2 separate regions of the Rattus norvegicus genome follow, and region 1 is linked to region 2. The links are chromatin contacts, called in public Hi-C maps. All regions are on one chromosome and are shown on one strand. The core of a region is the stretch at or near the end of the contact, and the rest is flanking DNA. Distances in the headings are between cores, read along the strand shown.

Region 1 (6,278 bases), core at 390-2,889, 68 kb after region 2:
GTTCTGGAAGCTGTGCTAGGCTATAGAATGCCTGGGGCTAGCGTGGTGTGGCGCCATGATAGAACGGCCCTCAGAACTCGATATGTGTGTCAGGTGTGTAACAGCTGGCTAAGGACAGTGTGTGAAAGTGGCTGGCAGAGGGACAGCCGGAGTGCATGGCTCCCGTGGATCCACACGGTACCGGTAGCCTCTGATCCATTTTTATTTTTACTGCAACAACCCTAGCTTTTCTGCTTACCCTGACCTCTTGGGAGGCTGCCCTAAGACACAGGCCAATTACAGGTCTCCTTGCAGGAGACCTGGGTGAGACGAATTGTGGAAAGCACAAACTATAAGCAAGCAGGGGAGGCTGGCTCCTGTGTTGCCTGAAAGGCTGGGATTTCATTGGGAGACAAGCAACCAGTTACTTACAACTCAATGGGATGGATGGTCTTGACGAAACCAGCTCTGGGCTGCTGGGGACACGGAAGAGCTACCAAACATGCTCTCCTTCTGGGAACATTCATAGACGTTTCCAGAGGAGAGGACAGAGTAGAAGCAGGAGTAAGAGCGTCAGGGAGATGGGTTGAGATCTCATCACTGCTGCTAGATGAGATGCCCCAATACTACAGTCTACTTCCTCCATGTAGGGCTCACAGCGGTAGGAACTTGGCCAGCTCTTAGCTCTTTCCAACTATTGGGGGGATTGTGGTGAAATATGCCTCCTATTCCTCTGGTGCCTTCCATGCCTTCCCTGTCACCTTGTCTGAGGACAAGCACTTCTTCTGGTAAACTCTCTGCTACTCCCTAACATAAAAGATGAAGCCATAGGCCGAGAACAAATCTCAGTGGGTATAACGTGTCCCTAGCACACATGAGGCCCTGGATTCAATCCACAGCACTCGGCAAGAAACACAAAGTCTCCCCAGCACTCCATGAACTGTGCATGATGACACATACTGATCGTCTGAGCCTTTGGGAGGTGGAGGCAGGAGGATCAGAAATTAAAAGTTGGTCTGATGAGTGAGGGACACATTTGTCTCACAAGCATGAGTTTGTATCCACAGAACCCCCTCACAAGAGGGACTTTAAGTATGCCAAGTCCCCCATGTCTCCGCCAGAGGTCTGCCTCCATCCTTTGTCAGAGTGACCCCTGATCAGCAAGAGACCCCAGGCAGTCTCTTGTTTCCTGGCCTTTGTCACCTGGATCTTAGGTCCTGGCACTAATGGCGACCTAGCCCAATTCCTGGCATTGGCTGCTCTGTGGCTGCTCTCCCCATTGTCACAACATACCAGGCAGGTGAGAGGAACAAGATGCCATTTAGAAAAGTGAACATTTGGGAGTGATGTTGGAGAGTAGCAGCACCTCTGGTGGGTGTCTGCCCCCGTGGGGTGGTTACCCATGTTCTGCCTCCCCTCCCCCACTGTCCTTCTCCCCTGGACTGCTCTGGAAGGAGGAGCCATGAGCTCATGTCTGAGAAATGCTTTGAAGATGAGAATCACTGAACATTTCCCCAACAGCCCTCAATTTACTTTTTCAGCATTCTCTCTGGGTTGTCAAGCCTTTGTAGTTATTTTTATAAATAGCAATCGCTGGCTGCTTCCATTTTTACCCAGGACGGTTCCACCTCCGGCTGGATCGGATGTCGTTTTGCAACTGACAGCCCTCCAGGCTGGACTTGCCCCTGTTTCTCCCGATGATGCCTTCTCTGTATCTCCCTCCTGCCGCTGCAGAACCCACCCTCGTTCTCACTTGTGCATTCACGCAGTCTTCCTGTCTGTTTATAACCAAGTCTGCCATGGTTGCTCCGCTCTTCCCACAAGGCCCAAGTTCTCCAAGATGGCACCCAGAGCTGCCCACCATCCAGCCATCGCTCACCTGCTTGGCTGCATTCCTGGCCTTGTCCCTTATCACTCTTGGGCTCAGACATCTTGAACTCTCTGATAGTTCTTAATGCAGAAGGCTTAGCCGTGGGCTGGAGAGATGGCTCAGTTGGTAGAGTTCTTGCACTTTTATAATTTTAGCACTTGAGAGGTGGAGGCAAGAGGATCAGAGGTTCAAAGTTTAGATGGGGAAGATGGCTCAGTGGGTAAAACACTTACTGTATAAATATGAGAACCCATGCAAAGACTGGATGCAGTAGTGCGTGTCTGTGATCCCTTCTGGGGTGAGATGGGAGGCAGACACAGGAGAGCTTTGCCAGCCCATGGCATGGTCAGCTAGCCATGAGCTAGTCAGAGGCGATGAGACCCTGCCTCAAACAAGGTAAGAGACTCAGCCCGACTTCTGAGGTTCTACCCCAACCTCCACACAGCTGCCGAGGCTTGCACACACCTTCATTCACACACAGGGAGTTGGAGATCATCTTCAACTACTAGCGAATTAGAGGTCAGACTGGGATGCATGAGGCCCGTTGGAGAAGGAGGAGGAGGAAGAGAAAGAGGAGGAGGAGGAGGAAGAGGAGGAGGAAGAGGAGGAGGAAGAGGAAGAGAAAGAGGAGGAAGAGGAGGAGGAGGAAGAAAAGGAGGAGGAGTAAGAGGAAGAGGAAAAGAAGAAAGGAAGGAAGCCTTATGCAAAGCTTCTCTTAGGTTAGGAGAGGGTTAAGTTCATAGAGAACAGTAAATTTAGGCCTGTGAGATGGCCGGGGGTTGGGGTGGGCAACTTGCATTTGATCCCTGGAATCTACTTAAAAATCGAAAGAAAGAATCCATCCCATAGAGGTATCCTTTCACCTATTCACACATGATATGGCACATGCACACACGCACACAGACAGACAGACAGACAGACAGAGAGACAGAGACACACACAGACACACACACACATAAAAAAATATTTTAAAAGAAGGAAAGTGTGAGTCTAGTAGTGGACCTTCCTGCACAGACAGCTCGAGGGAGTTGGTTCTCTTGTTCCACTTGCTGAGCTCCAGGGATCACGTCCGTATTGTCCTGCTTGTCCGCAAAAGTCTTTATCCACAAACATCTCAGCAGGTGTTTTGTCTTGTTTTGTTCTGGTTTTTTGGGACAGCGTCTTTCACTTGAGCTGAAGCATTTTGCTATGCCCAGACTGTCTAACTGTGAGCACCTGTTGTCCACTCATTTCAGCTTTCCCAGCTCTGGGATTACAAGTATTTGCACACCACACACACAGCTTTTGGTGTGTGTGGGTTCTGCAAAATCAAATACAAGCAAAGTCTTCTGACCGAAGCCCGCTTCCCAGCCCTTGCTTACTCTTTTGGCCCCTTTCCTTCCCTGTACTTAGGGATTTTGAGGAGACGTAGAGGAAGGTTGTGAATATCTTCAGGGGACACTTGAGGCTTCCTCTCCCCTGGGCTTTATGGGTCCTTCTATGCCAGGTATCCAAATACCATCTCCAGAGGACAGTGTTTCTGGGGTCCTTCCCCTGCCCTTCCTCCACTCCTGCTGACAGTGGAAAGCCCTTTGCATGAGAGGTGCTATGGAACACACGGTCCCTAAAGGTATAGACACATGTTAGGCATGTGAACTGCTCACCTGAAGACCCCTTCCTCTGGGCAACCTGTGTCCAATTGAGGGACAGACTCTGACAGGCTCACCTCATCAGAAGGGGATTCTCCTATGCTGACCCCCCAATTCGAGCATGCCCCCCCCCAAGCAATCCCTGATACTGTGATTCCTCAACTCCAGTGAACTTCCCCAGAAGCTCTGCCTTCTGCTCATATGGTCTGAGAGTTGAACTTCCCCAGAAGCTCTGTCTTCTGCTCATATGGTCTGAAATAGTGGTACAGCCAGGGTGTGGTTCATTCTAACAGAGCTGAGTTGATTGAAATTGGTCAAGTGGACTGTATTTATTTTTACTGGGTAAAATGCACATAACATGAAATTTACCTTTGAGAACAAACGATTCAGTGGCATTTGGGACATTCACAATGTGGTATAACCCCCCTCTCTTACCTTGTTTCAAGGCCTTTCCTCACCGCATCTCTTCACCCTATGAAGCCATCAGAGGCTTCCCATCCCCCTCTCCTCTAGCCCCTGGTGATGACCAATTTGCTTTCTGTCTTGATGGGTTGCAAGTGTGGTATGTATCATCTAAGATCATCAGTAACCATCAAAAGCTTCTGGTTCTTGTGGTGGTAAATTCAAAGGGATTGGGGCATGGGGTGGGAGTTTTAGCTGGAAACCACCAATCATTAGTTAACAGCACAATCTCAAAACAGCCATTGTCACAGAGGATCTGTTAGGCACAGACATGGTTAGAGAGTGTAGTCTACAGGTTCATTTTTAGCTTTTTAAAACATGTATCTATCTGTATGTGTGTGTCTGTGTGTGTGTATACGTGTGCATGTGTGTGTGTGCGCGCGTGTGTGTGTGTGTGTGCGTGTGTGTGTGTGTGTGGTGTGGTTATGGCAGTAATAAGAGTGTAACAGGTACATGGCGAGCTTGGTATTTGCTGATGGAGAGACTAAGATTAAAAGACAGTGAAGTAGCCTTCACAGAGCTCTGAGTTCCTTCCTCGCCTGAGGAAAAGACAGGCAAGAGACACACCCACCAATCAGTGTGGATCTTGCTGAAACCCAGACTCCAACAAACTTACAGCAACGTGGGCGTCTTTGGAACATTTGAGAGACTGACTATAGGCTGATTATTAGATGGCAATAAGGAACTTACGCTGCTTGAACACAGGTATGAGGGATTTCACACACGAATCATGTAAGTAGAAGCCATCCTTGTGTTTAGAGCCACATGCCGGGACCGTTCTGCAAAGCCAGAGTGGTTGGGAATTTTTCCCCACAAAAATAAAAATAGCTGAAGGGAGAGTGGCACCCATTGCTGCATCTAAGTGATGGGTGTTGGGAGTTTACTGAGCTGTCTGCATGAGTCAGGATCTACCCAGGAGGAGGAACCACCGGGAGATATTTAAAGCATACAGCCTAGGAGACAGAATTCTGGTTACACGGTGGATGGAGACCAGAAACCTGACAAAGAACTCAGAGCTGAGATTGTCACTGCCAACCTGGGACTGAAGGGCAGAGCCAGAGGGTGCTGCCCCTAGAGCCAGGGATGGGGTCACTGACCTAGTGGGAACCCCAGTAGGCCTTCTGGATGTGCGGCACCCCAGTGACAGTGGAGATACTCCCTCTGGCGGCTGTCCTCCATCCTCCATGGGATTGCCTCTCAGGACACAGTCCACAGCATTCTCAGTTTTGTGTGGTGCTTGGAATCCAACCCAGGGCTCTGTGAATGCTAAACAGGCATTGTACCAGAGGAGGCGCGTCTCAGCCCCATGGTGCCTCTTAGAGTTCTCATCCATAAAGCACTTTGCCCATGGCATCCCATTGCCCGAGGTCACCATGGAGACTCCTTGCAGCCTGCTGAGTGCCTTGGGCAATGCCGCTCTCAGGGCAGACTCACTACTTTCAGCCAGCACTTTTAGATAAGTCATTCCTCTCCGGCAAATAAAGCAAGGGCTGTTCTGTGTCTCCACGGCCTGTCAGTGAGAACCCAGAGCGAGTCAATTGCTGTTACCCTGAGCCATCAGCTCTCAGAACCTGGGGAGATTTGGCCTCATTTCCCACAGTGGTCCTGCTGGTGACCTACCCCAAATCCATTTCCTCAGCGTTCCTATGAATAAAACAGAGACTTTGTTCAGGTCGACAATGTACCTGGCGGCTAAAAAAAGGCTTGCTTCCCCGGCGCTCTTGAAGTTACCAGTGGCCTTGTGATCAAGTTTAGGCCAAGGAGCTACAGATGAACGTCCTTGGGCAGTGTGATCCTTTGGAACAAAGAGGCAAGCCAGCCACAGCAGCAACACAACTCCATAGCGGCAGGACTACGGTACAGCCCAGGATGGGCTGAGTTCAGCTGAGTATGTGATTGTTGTTCCAAGCAGACCAACAAACAAAACAACCACCCAAACAAAAAAATGCAATCGAGCTTTCGCTCAACACGAAGGGGGAGGGGGAGTAAGTAAGTCGGCACCTAAGACCCAGCCTGCCCTCTATGGCACAGCACTAGAACTGGAGAAGCAGAGGAAAAGAATGGATGTGGGCCAGTGGGTGTCCACCTGAGCAGAGACCATGGTGCTGGAGCATTTGTGCCTCTTGGGAGAGGACCCAAGTGTACCTTCCAGAATTCACCACGGCAGTCTACAGCTGCCTGTAACTCAAGCTTCTGGGGTTTCCATGCTGTCTTCTGGACACAGACCTGAGTCTCTCCCCAATATACGTACCGGGGCCTTTAATCCCAGCACGTGGGTGGCAGAAACAGGTAGACAACCGTGAGTTTGAGGCCAGCCTGGTCTACAGAGCAAGACTCCA
Region 2 (5,866 bases), core at 3,333-5,832:
AAGCACGCATTAAAAAAGGAAGAAGACAAGATTGTCCATTCTCCCTACCTATTCAATATAGTACTTTCTGAAGTCTTAGCTAGAGCAATAAGACAACTGAAGGAGGTCAAGGGAATACACAAAGAAGACATCAAGTGTCTTTATTTGCAACTAATGTAACAGTATACATAAGTGACCCTAAAAATTCCTCCACAAAAATAAAAACTTTTAGCAAAGTAGCTGGATACAATATTTACTCACAAATATAAGAGGTCCTCCTACATACAAATGACAAACAGTCTAAGAAAGAAAGAATGGAAACAAAACCTTTCTCCACTGCCTCAAATAATATAAAAGTATCTTGGGGGTAACTCTAACCAAGCAAAAGAAAGACTAGTATAATAAAAACTTCAAGACATGAAGAAAAAAACTGAAGCTGTCAGAAGATGGATCTTCTATACTCACTGACCAGTAGGATTAACGTAGTAGAAAGTGGCCATCCCACCAAAAGCAATCTTCAGATTCAATGCAATCCCATCAAAATTCCAACACAATTCTTCATAAATCTTCAAAGGATAATTTCCAGCCTCATATGGAAACACAACCTAGGATAGCTTAAACAACTGTGAATAACAAGAAATCTGTGGGAGATATTACTATCCCTGATTCCAAATTGCACTACAGATCCACAGTAATAAAAATAACATGGTATTGGCACAAAAACAGACATGTTGATCAACAGTATCAAATTGAAGACCTGGACATAATAAGTCCACAAACCTATGGACAACTAATTTTTTGATTAAGAAGCTAGAAACACACAAACACACACACACACACACACACACACACACGGGGGGGGGGGGGGCATCTGGCAAATAACCAAGCTCTGGAGAAACTGCCGCCTCATATCTGCGGACTTTGAGGACCTTATCAAGATTAGGGACATGCTGCTGGCCAATAAGGTGCCAACTTCTGGTGCCAGCCCAGAAGACTGAATTAGGGGTCTGATAACTTCTTTCTTCCTGGCTTTAGGCATCACCACTGAACTTCTCCAGAGGTACCACTGATATTCTTAGTGATGTACAGCCAATAAAAACTGAGGACAAAGCAGGAGCCAGTGAAACCACACTATGAACATGCTGAACATCCCCCCTTTCATCCTCTGGGATGATCATTGAACAGATGTTTGAGAATGGCAGCCTTTTTTATTTTTTTTAAGGTTTATTCATTTATTATATATAAGTACACTGTAGCTGTCTTCAGATACACTAGAAGAGGGCATCAGATCTCTTTACAGATGGTTGTGAGCCACCATGTGGTTGCTGGGAATTGAACTCAGGACCTCTGGAAGAGTAGTCAGGTGCTCTTAACCGCTGAGCCATCTCTCCAGCCCGAGAATGGCAGCCTTTACAACCTGGAAGTACTTAGCATCCCAGAGCTGACTCTGCATTCTGGCATCCTAGAAGGTGTCCAGATGTTGCCTGTGCTTGTCTGCAGACTGGTTACCTGACTTTGGCCTTGGTGCCACACTCTATTGTCAATGGATACAAGTAGGTCCTGGTCTTGTGGGGACTGAGTACACCTTCTCACTTATTAAAAGGTCTAGGCCTTCTTGGCCAATCCATCTGTATTTGTGGTTACTGCCCTTAAGGTGGATGCCACCAGCACTGACATCATCGCTGCCCCTGCTGCTACTGCTGGCTACCTTAACCAAGGCTGAGGCTAAAAAGAGTCAGAAATCAGAGGAGGATATGGTACTTGGTCTCTTTGACTATCCCCTCAAAGCAACCAACTCAGTCAGCTTCATTTGAGAAACATAGAAATAAAGGCTTAGTTCTCTTTTAAAAGGGAGGAAGGGGAAAGGACTAAAAACCAAAGCAAGGCAAACAAACAAAAAACCCAAAACTTAATGCTGTTTAACATTAATACTTATTCCAAATACAAGCTTATACAAGCCAAAGACTAGAAATTTCCACAATTGATTAAATACTATACTGTCCCTAGGGGGCAGCATGCTACTTTGAAAACTTTAGTACCTAAATTATGAACTTGGCCTGATAGTCCAAGCCTCTAAACCCCACACATGGGAAGTAGAGGCAGGAGAATCAGAAATATTTGGTTATAATGGATTATAAAACCAACTGAAGATCAACCTAAGATCTATGACAAACTGTCTCAAATAAATAAACATTTAATATCCAGTACTAGTCTTTAACATAAGCAGTTTCTTCTACATAGATCTACTAAGCTTTAAAACCAGACCTGAAAGATATACATTGTATGCATACCTAATTACTATAAATGGTACATAGAAAATATCAGCCTTATTTCTAAAGTTGAAAAAAAGAGGCTAACAGAGGGGGCATAACACTGACAACTTGAGATGGCTAGAAAATGATCTAATAATCTTTGGAATCAGACTCCAAAGATTAACTAGTCTATTTAATCAATTTAGCAACCTGTGGTCTAAGAATTATTCAAAGCATGGTATCTCCTCTAGAGCATATATTAGCTAAGCAATAGAAAGTATTCAGAAATCATTTGGTGGGTTAGAAATAAGGCTTGCCTAGCATATAGGACACTGTTTAATTGCCAGTATTGAAGAAAATGCCTTAATGACTCTAAGACCATCAGAGGCTTTATGCTCTCATTTTTTTTTTTTTTGGACTACTCATTCTAAGGACACTTCTCTCAAAATTCAGCTAGTATATCTCCCTCCCTCAGCCACAATGGAAAGTTCATAAGTAAGAGCTCCAATCTATAGCCTCCCTTGAGCCTATGCTTGAGTCATGAGACACATAAACAAGCATGCCTGGAAAGGGCCCTCTATTCCCTAAGCATTCTGACTCCCAGGTATTCCCAGCCCAGTAAGCATATATTATATTGTAGAAAAGAAAACAGTAATCATTCCAGGCCCTGTTACATTAGAATTCCTCACACATAGAATCGACAAATCATAAAATGGTGACTGCTAAGTGTTGGCACAGCTTATTAGATACCAATAAAAACTAGAATAATTCGTGTCTATCACTTCACTCTTAAAACAGTGATAGTTCACTATTTTTATCTCTTTGCAGATGCAAAGATGTCCAACCAGTAACCCACAGGCACACATGGCCAAGGGTAGTTATGAAAACCACCCAACACAAACTTTAAACTTAGGTGGCACAGACATCTGATGCCATATGGATCTATAGGTTCATGTAACCCAAGGGTTGTTAGGGGATCCCCACCCACACTGTGCTACCAAGGCCTGTGCCCCACCCCTGGACTCCATGTGTTCTGCAGTGGCCTGAAGTATTGCTCCTGTTCACTAGGTTGGCCACTAGTTTCCATGGAGAGAAATCCCCTTGGCTGCAGCAGTTTGCTCCAGGCCATGGCAATAGCACATGCAGATGTGAAAAACAAAACAAAAACCTATAAACTTACAACCTTGAGGGTTTTCTTTTTTGTTATTTTTTTGCCTGTGTGTGTGTGTGTTAACTTGTGCACAGCTCTCAAGCATACACTTTGAGAAGAGAACACTGCTGAAGTATGCTAAAAGGTTGGGCATGACAGCTAGAAGGACTAGGTGACTGACCCAAGATTATGCAAGCAAAACTAGGAGAAGCACTTGAATACAGATTTACCTAATCACAAAGACACCCTTCCCACCATATCTTAATGACTTTTACTTCTGCAAGCTAAAATAATTCTTAATGTGGTTTTCTGTCATCCATCAAAGAATCTACCATTTGATCCACTGTATAACCTACCTCAACACTACTAGAAAACTGAGAACCGAAATGAAATCATTTCTATTCTAATCATATCTATCATTACATATTAAGAGGTTAGCCTAAATTGGTGGCAAACAATACTCAAGAGGAAGAAGAGAGTGGATCTCTGAGTTTAAGGCCAACCTAGAAACATACTAAGTTCCAAGTCAGCCAGGGCTTAACAGAGAGATCCTGACTCCAAAAAAAAAAGTTAAACTACGATAAGAATTCACTGCTCCTATGTGTTGGGGGGCGGGGGAGATTACAGGAGGCCTGACAATCAGTATTAGTTTTGCTATTTTATCTAACTTAGCTTTTTCCTCCCTAACCTCTCAAAACAAAACAACAAAAAACTTTCTAAACTGACTTCCTAAATAAGTCATTGTACAACAAAAAAGTTTTGTTGTACAAATGAATAAAGGAGGCAGCAAAAGCAGGGCACCCATTACACCAACTATTAGTTCTTAAAATAAATATTCTGAAGTTACTGTGTTGCAGGAGAATTTTAAAATCAACTGCATAGGTTGTTTTTAGTAACAACAAAAACATTTAGAATGCTTGGAAAGCCACTGAGATAAATATCCTAAATTTTAACAACCACAGCTTCTTTCTTGAAGCAGTCACTCCATTTCTCTGAGCTATGATTTCCTCCTCTGTTGAATAGAATGAATATGAGTAAACATTTAAAATGTGATACATGTGGCTTAAGGATTGCCTTTTAATGAGAACTGAGGACTGAACATATGAACTCAGGTCTTTCATATGAACTCAAAGACTCCAGCACTGAGATAGTTACCCTCAGGCTCAAATGGTTTTTACTGAGATTTAAGCTGTCACTTCCAGTTAATGATGATCCACTGGACAGTCCAGGACTACACGAACTAACTGCAAGACTACAGTGTCTCTGCATACTCCCTAGTTCTAAAACTAAATCATTTCTAATGCCAAACTGTTTAAAGGTCTATGCTTTCAAAATTTGAATAAATAAATCTAACTGCATAATTGGTAATACAACTACAACAAGGGAATAAAACAATCCTAGTAACTTTAATATTCTTGACCAGAGCTGATAAAACATTCCTGCATGGAGGGGGCTGGAGAGAAGGCTCAAAGAGCATTCGCTGCTCTTCCAAAAGCCCAGTGTCTGGTTTCCAACACTTGCATGGCATGTCGCAGCTGTCTGTAACTCCAGTTTTAAGGGATCCAAAGTTCTCTTCTGGCCTCTGTAGGCATCAGGCATACCCACAGTCACATAGTTACATACACACACGCACAGGCAAAATACTCATATGAACATAAAATAAAAATTTTAAAGCTTTTCCTATAAGAAGCCATACTTTTTAATTTTTGTATTTTTTTTAATGTAAATTGATGTTTTGCTGGCAGGTCTATGTGAGGAAGTCAGATTCCCTGGAACTGGAGTTACAGACACTTCTGATGAATTCTGGGGGTGCTTGGAATTGAACCCAGGTCCTGTTGAAGAGCAGGCAGTGCTCTTAACTGCTGAGCCATCTCTCCAGCCTGAGCTAGAGTTGTAAAAGTTGAGGTTTTACAGGTCAGGTGATCTCTAGTGCAACAATTTAATTTTAGCATTATAGAATGCAATCAGCCACAAATAACACAAAGCAGTGTGGTTGTATTCCAATAAAACTACTAATAATGAAGTTTGAATTTCATATAATTTTCACAGGTCCTCAAATATTATTTTTCCTTTGATGTTTTTTCCAAGAATTAAAAAAAATTTAAAGTCCCCTTACAATTCATAGGCAATACAAAATAGGTGATCAGACTTGTTTTACCTATCACAGTATGCTCAACTCATGACTTAAATAACTGATAGAAAATGCTGATGAAAACTCAAGAAACATGTAAAAATAGTGTACAAACACACACACACACACACACACACACACACACACACACACACACACACAAAGCTAGGTTGATGAGACAGTTGTGCAGATACAGGTACCTATCACCAAGTTTGAGAACCTTAGTTCCATTTCCCAGGATCCACATTGTGGAAAAAGAGAACCAACTCAACACCAAGTTTTCCTTTGACCTTAAAATGCATACACTCCTCTCTCACATTAGAATGTCTTTTTGTTTTTGTTTTGTTTAATTTA

What was found. A called contact is a pair of places that touch in the nucleus more often than the background predicts.
Region 1: a contact with region 2 is called in a Hi-C map of psoas muscle, with 2.6 times the contacts expected there. The contact joins two enhancer-like sites. A contact is called at or near these places in 9 of 12 Hi-C or Micro-C datasets (the A7r5 cell line, Schwann cells, frontal cortex and 5 more).

The regions. Positions count from the first base shown.
Region 1 is chr13:33,550,067-33,556,344 of GRCr8, forward strand. No RefSeq gene overlaps it. Among named protein-coding and RNA genes, the nearest start is that of Tmem177, 27 kb to the right of the region's middle. Within about 2 kb of position 1,640, at least 8 of the 93 cell types and tissues checked have an H3K27ac peak or open chromatin away from gene starts, as enhancers often do.
Region 2 is chr13:33,478,944-33,484,809 of GRCr8, forward strand. All of the region lies in intron 1 of Ptpn4 (protein tyrosine phosphatase, non-receptor type 4), which reads right to left. Among named protein-coding and RNA genes, the nearest start is that of Ptpn4, 23 kb to the right of the region's middle. Within about 2 kb of position 4,583, at least 2 of the 93 cell types and tissues checked have an H3K27ac peak or open chromatin away from gene starts, as enhancers often do.